Regions from separate parts of the Cricetulus griseus genome. Here region 2 is linked to region 1. Evidence: chromatin contacts called from public Hi-C data. All regions are on one chromosome and are shown on one strand. Each heading gives the region's core, a stretch centred on a gene start, on an enhancer-like site or on the middle of the called end of the contact. The rest is flanking DNA. Distances are from core to core; before and after follow the strand shown.

Evidence for each region. Hi-C and Micro-C count contacts between places; a contact is called where the count stands out from the background.
Region 2: a contact with region 1 is called in a Hi-C map of fibroblasts, with 6 times the contacts expected there. The contact joins two enhancer-like sites. A contact is called at or near these places in 5 of 8 Hi-C or Micro-C datasets (the CHL-YN cell line, the CHO-K1 cell line, the CHO-S cell line and 1 more).

Annotation. Positions count from the first base shown.
Region 1 is chr6:11,642,590-11,645,570 of CriGri-PICRH-1.0, forward strand. No RefSeq gene overlaps it. Among named protein-coding and RNA genes, the nearest start is that of Ube2v1, 140 kb to the right of the region's middle. Within about 2 kb of position 1,447, at least 4 of the 6 cell types and tissues checked have open chromatin away from gene starts, as enhancers often do. A contact at or near this core is called in the CHO-K1 cell line and fibroblasts, where this site is marked.
Region 2 is chr6:11,699,833-11,702,813 of CriGri-PICRH-1.0, forward strand. No RefSeq gene overlaps it. Among named protein-coding and RNA genes, the nearest start is that of Ube2v1, 80 kb to the right of the region's middle. Within about 2 kb of position 1,444, at least 2 of the 6 cell types and tissues checked have open chromatin away from gene starts, as enhancers often do. A contact at or near this core is called in the CHO-K1 cell line and fibroblasts, where this site is marked.

The DNA.
Region 1 (2,981 bases), core at 197-2,696:
GTACCTGCCTCTCCCCTTCCGGGGAGACCTCCAGTCTTGCTGTCCCAGCCAGAGGGGTCCTTGGTGGCGGCCACCTATGCCGCCCACAGCCATAGCTTCTGGCTACAGGCCTGCTCACTCCGTTATGCCATTGCCGTGGCCGTCTCTCACCTCCAGTTCTCAGCGGACTCCTGAACACGGGCCCGACACTTGGCTTCTCCTCCCCACCTCTCTCTGGCCTCAAGGGTGGCCATGTCCCGGTGCTGGGGGTAGAGAATATGAGTCCTGTTGCCCTCAGATCGCATGGGGTGGCCGCTCACTGTGCACTGGCCCTGTACACTGTCACCATCCCTGCAGTACCAGCGTCTTCACTGACTTTTCCTAATTACCCTAGTCCCTTACCTCCCCAGGGCCTCTCCACTGACTATGCACACTGCCTCCTGCTGGGAAACTGCCCACCTGGTGCCCACCCAAGTCGTTTCTGGAGGCCCTTCTTCACCGCCCAGTTTGCCATCCTCTTGTGTGTCCGCCATGGTCCTAGTCTGGGGCCAAAATGTTGTGCCATCCATGTGCGTCCCCTCCCCCACAGTAGCTGCCACCACCCAACAAGTGGAGAGACCTGTATACAGAAGGTGCTCAAACAATGGCTGTACAATAAAGGAAAGAGACTCAAAGAGTACCTCCAGCCCCATGTACCCTGGCTGGCTATGGAACTGGGAACCAGGAGGCTCCCCTCATGTCACGGGGCACCCCTCTGTACCCCACACCTGTTTGGTCCCCAGCCTTGTAAAAACCACTACCCCCACCTTGCCCTGAGGTGACTCAGGGTACCCATGGGTGGGGCCTGAGTGGGCTGGTGATTGATTGAGTGGGATGCCTTCAGCTAGATGCTCCACCTGTCCTCAGGGACTCTCAAGGTCAGGAAGCATCTCCACAGGGGAAACTGAGGCACAATACATGTGGCCACGTGCCCAGTTGTGCAGCATACCCAAGGCAGGTCTGATCTGGGAGCTTGCTGGGTTCAGGCTCCTGGGCACTCCATGCCTCTGTTTCCACCACTGTAAAAGGAACTCATCTGAGGTGAATCCAGGCCTGCCCCACACTCAGCAAAACTTGTCCTTTTTCCATGAGTCTCAGTTTCCCCATCTGTCAAACAAGGACCACATCTGCCGCCTTCTTGCAAGGCTAAGCTGCCGGTACCCAGCTCTGGAGGGAGACCAGGGCCTCATGCACAGCTCAGCTGTGGTCGCAGAGGGCAGCTCTGGGCACCCACAACCTCTGCAGAGACACTAAGGCGAAGGTCAAGGGGTCCTGGGTTGCCCTGGCCAGGTGGGACGTGAGGGCTGCGGGAGGACACCAGTGGCCAGGATGGGAGCTGCAGCAGGCTGGGGTGACTCACCCTCTGGCCAGGCTGGAGGCTGGCCACAGCCCCCACGCACCCCTCTGGGCTCTGCCTTGCACCCAAAAATGCTGTGTCATGCTCTGTCATGTGGCTCGGGTCATTAATACCCGAGTTCTGGGAAGCTTGGGCTGTGTTCCCGGAAGGGGTCAGCCGGTTCAGTAAACAGATTGGCTGTCTCCTCGTCACAGCCTAAAGCTCGGGAGGCGGGAAGTGGGAGCTGTCAGCCAAGGGGACAGAGCAACAGCCCCTGGCCCTGTTTGAAGTTGGCACCTCCCGGGCAGCCTGGTTCAGGCTTGAGAGATGAGGAGGGAAACCAAGGCTCAGAGAAGACAAGGCATTAGCCAGAGGTGGCACAGAGGATCCAGGGTTCAGATCTGGTCTCGCCATCCAGAGTTCAGTCTCCACACTGCCTTCCCCACTCTCACCCCCACTCCTAAGCTACCCCCTCAGGGTAATTTGTTGAAGTCAGGAAAACTGGCTGGAAGGCAGTTTAGGAAGGAAGTCGGATTAAGGACAGTTGGGCTGGGTCCAGTGGTGTTACCATGGTAACGGCAGCCTGAGCACCCACTGTGAGCTCTGTGAACGTGTCTTTGATGTACAGCCACCTTTAGATGCCCCCGCCCTTTTAAGAGACCTACTAAGTGCCCAGCCCTGAGCATGTGATTAAAAGCCCCGCTTGAGGTTAGCGACCCAGCAGATGGGCACCATCTTTGACCCCATTATCCGATGACAATCTAAAGAACAGAAACAGTTGTGCTATTCAGGGACAAAGCAGGCTCCAGAGCTGACGCATCTGGACAAAGCTTCGCTCCCTGTGCCTGCTGTGTGATCCCATAGCCGTGACCCCATCTCCCATGGCCTCAGTTTACCATCCAATAAAACAGAATGGGTATAGCACTCATATATATCATAGGGACCCAGGCTAGGTGGGGTTAGAGCTGGATTTTAGAGTTCAAATCCTCCTGTGTGATTCCTGGCTGTGTGACCCTGGGCGTAGTAGTTTGATGTCTCTGGTCTCTGCACCCCTGTTGTTCAACAGACAAGAAGGGGGAATAAGCCTTCTTTGCGGGACCAGGTCTTCTGGAGGCCCTGCACTCATATCTGACCTAAGATGGACCTGCTGCGTTGGGGGTCGAAGAGCCCACAATGAACCACAACGAGAAGCTTGGTCGCCATGCCTGCTTCTCCAGGCTGCAGTGTGCAGCCAGCCGCCAGGCACTGCGGCAGCATCCTCCTGCCCACCCACCATGGTGGACACCACGTCCCTTCTCTGCTCAGACACTTGCAGTCACTCACTGCCATCCACATGTGCAGCTCCACAGCCTGGCTGGGCTCACACGGGTCTTGTCTTTGGTCTCAGGAACTGGTTTCTCCCACCATGTGCAGCAGCCTAGCTCAGAACCAACCCTGAATCCTGTCCCCCACAGAATCCCAGCCCTCATGCCACCAAACACCCCCCCCCCGCCCCCAGTGCCTGCTTACACGCCTGTGGCCTCCAGCAGTCACACATCTGCCTGCTATGCATTCAACCTATCCTTCAACGTGGGGATTCAAGCTCTCTCCTCCAGGGAGCCCACCCAGATGCAAACGCCCCAGACAC
Region 2 (2,981 bases), core at 194-2,693, 57 kb after region 1:
CCACTGCCAAGGGTTCCCAAGGAACATAGGACAGGCAGGGATTCCTCAGCTCCAGGGACACTGGAAATGTCCCTGTGTAGGGGGTCCCACAGCATGGGGCCAGCCAGATCCTCTGAGTGAGTGTGGACACCCTCAATGATTTCCCTAAGCTAAACGTGACCCTCTCCTCACCCTTCAGATAAGCTAAGGCTAGACCCAGAGTGCAGGGGTGTCCAGTCAGATGAACAGTTCTACCCAGAGCCCCGGCATCCCCTGGGAATGACTTCTCCACTCTCAAGTGGATATGTAAGAACCTTTTCCTGCCTTGGCCTTGGCTGCAAGTGGAAGAGAGGGCAGGTGCTCTGGCAGCTATCATGGCAGCATGAAGAAATGGGCGTAGATGCAGATGGGTAGAACCAGCGGCCTTGCTCATGTCCAGTTCCCAATCTCCAGCTCACCCAGCTGCTTATTTATTTAGCCATTCAACAAACATTTATTGAACAGACAGTGCATGCCAAGCCTTGTGGTGTGTACCGGGAACACACCAGAAACACAGTTAGCAGGATCCCTGCCATGCATCCTAGGCTGAGGGTCAAACTTTGAATAAGTAGTCTTCTAGGCCGGGGTGGGGGTCCATAAAGAGGGCTACAAGTCCTAAATCAGAAGGTGGGGAGCACCCAGAAAGCCCCACCTCCAATGGGGGAGGGGGCTCTGTTCAGGTTGCTGGAGCAGAGTTGCCTAAGGCAGGACTGGGTGGGATGCAGTTCGCTGAGGACCTGCTTTGGGGAGAATTGGGGGGGGGGGGCACAGGCAGTGCTGACGGGATAGTGCCTCAGCTACAGCCAGGCTTTGGGGACTCCTAGGAGCTCTCTGCCTGTGAGCACGTCCAAGTGTGAACGCCTGCCCCCTGATGTCCTCCCTGCTCCCAGATAAGGAGACTCCTGTTCTCACAGGCATTTCTCCAGCCCAGGGGCCCCACCTAGAGCCCATAGCAACCACCCTAGATGGCAGTGTGGAGGTGGGCCCAGGGACCTAAGAAAGAGTCTGGGGCGGACCTGCCACTCGAGGGTCTCCTGATCAGAGACCCAGCTAGATGCAGAGGAGAGAAAAAAGCATGTCAGTGGAGGAGGAAGTCATGCAAAGGCCCTGGGGCAAGCAGGAGTGGGGTGTGTTGGAAGAACCAAGGCAACCTCAGCTGGACAGAGGGAGCAAGGTGAGGAGGAGACTAGGAAGAGAGTGAAGGGACAGGAAAGCATGATGGGAAGGGGAGGGCAACAAGAGAGGGAAGAGGAGGAGGAGTCTCCCAGTTTATGTTGCAGGATCTGCAGGGTGGAAGATTAATCTTTCCTCTGAGGCAGTAGGAGCCATGGGAGGTTGGGCAGCAGAGGAGGGTCACGATGCAGTTCATGTTTCGTCAGGCTGTCTGGAGCACACAGAGAATGGAAGGAGGGCTGGGGTGGGAGCAAGAGAGCAGCTGGAGGCCAGAGGACTCATGGGTGATTCACTCAGCTGCTCCTGTTGTGGCAGAGGGTGGGGTGGAGACTGGGTGAGTCGGGAGCTCAGCAGAGCTAGAGGCTTTGACGGCTGCCCATGAGCCTGGGGAGCAGCACTCTCCCCACAACCTAGAGAGAGAAAAAAAAAATTTTTTTCAGGCAGTCTCATGTAGCCCAGGCTGGCCTAGGACCTATTATGTAACCAAGGATGACCCTGGAATGCTGCGTCTCTCACCTCCACCTGAGTGCTGGGATTACAGGCGTGCACCGCCACACCTGGTTTACAGGGTGCTGAGGACCAAGCCCAGTGTTCCTTCATGCTAGGCAAGCACTCTACCAACTGAGCCACAACCCCAGAAACTCTTCTCGCTATAAATGGAGGTGGAGACATGGTGGATCAGAAAGGGCCCAAGCCCTCCTCACCCCTGCCGAAGTGGGCCCAGGTCACTTGTAAAGCTCTGGCAATAGTTGGGTGGTAGACAGACAGCTCTAATCCCAGCTACTCAGGAGGCTGAGGCAGGGGGACATTTAACCATAATCTAGGTTACGTGAGACTCTGTCCTTAAAAACAAAATGAGAAAGTAAAGTATAAAAATCAAACGGGGACGGGGGGGGGGGGGGGAGGTAAGGAGGGGAGGAGCCAGCTGCCAGGCATGGTGGTAAACACTGTGATCCCTGTACTCGGGAGGTGGAGGCAGGAGAATTAGGAATTCAAAGTCATTTCCAGATATGTAGTAAGTTCAAGGTCTCCTGGGTAAAACAAAAACCATCAATTGTCACTAGAGAGGAGAGGTGCTCAGCTTTGGGGAGGACGGGGCCTCCCTGATCCGCTGGGCAAGAACTTGGAGCTTCGACTGGAGGAGAGAGCTGGTGCAAGAAGAGCTTGAGAGGGCACAGCCGGTGGGAGCTCCAGCGCTGGGCCACAGGCAGAAGGTTCCCAAAACAACAGTAGGTCAAGCCAGCTGCTGCGGTGCAGATCTCTGTCTGTACTCACTCACCGGCAGGAGGATTGCTGCCATGAGTTCAAGGCCTGCTGGCTAACAAAGCCAACCACAGCAATGTAGAAAGACCTCATGTCAGAAAAGGCAAAAGAAACAATGCAGCAAGTCTCAGAGGACAGGAGGGAAGGCCAGAGCTGGAGGCCGCATGAAAGCCCCCAGGCAGAAGGGAGGGGGTTGGATTTTAGTTTGCTGCCATGGGAAGCCACAGAAGACAGTAACAGGGAACTGTCAAGTATGGTGTGCTAGTTCACTCTGGATTGCTGCGTGAACAGCCCGGGAGGGTTCTAGGACCGGAAGGTATGCCCTGCCCTGATTCACCAGGCTCTAGGAGTCCAAGACCACTCATCCACCCCCACCTGGACCTCCTAGAGAACATTCCAGGCTGTGATTATCTCAGTGCTAAGTGCCTTCCCAGCTCCCCTCTAGAGAGGCCCCCTGGGGAGGCAGCCATAGCCCAGGAGGACTGGAGAGACAAGAAGGGAGTGGGCGGTGGCTGGAGGGCCATGCC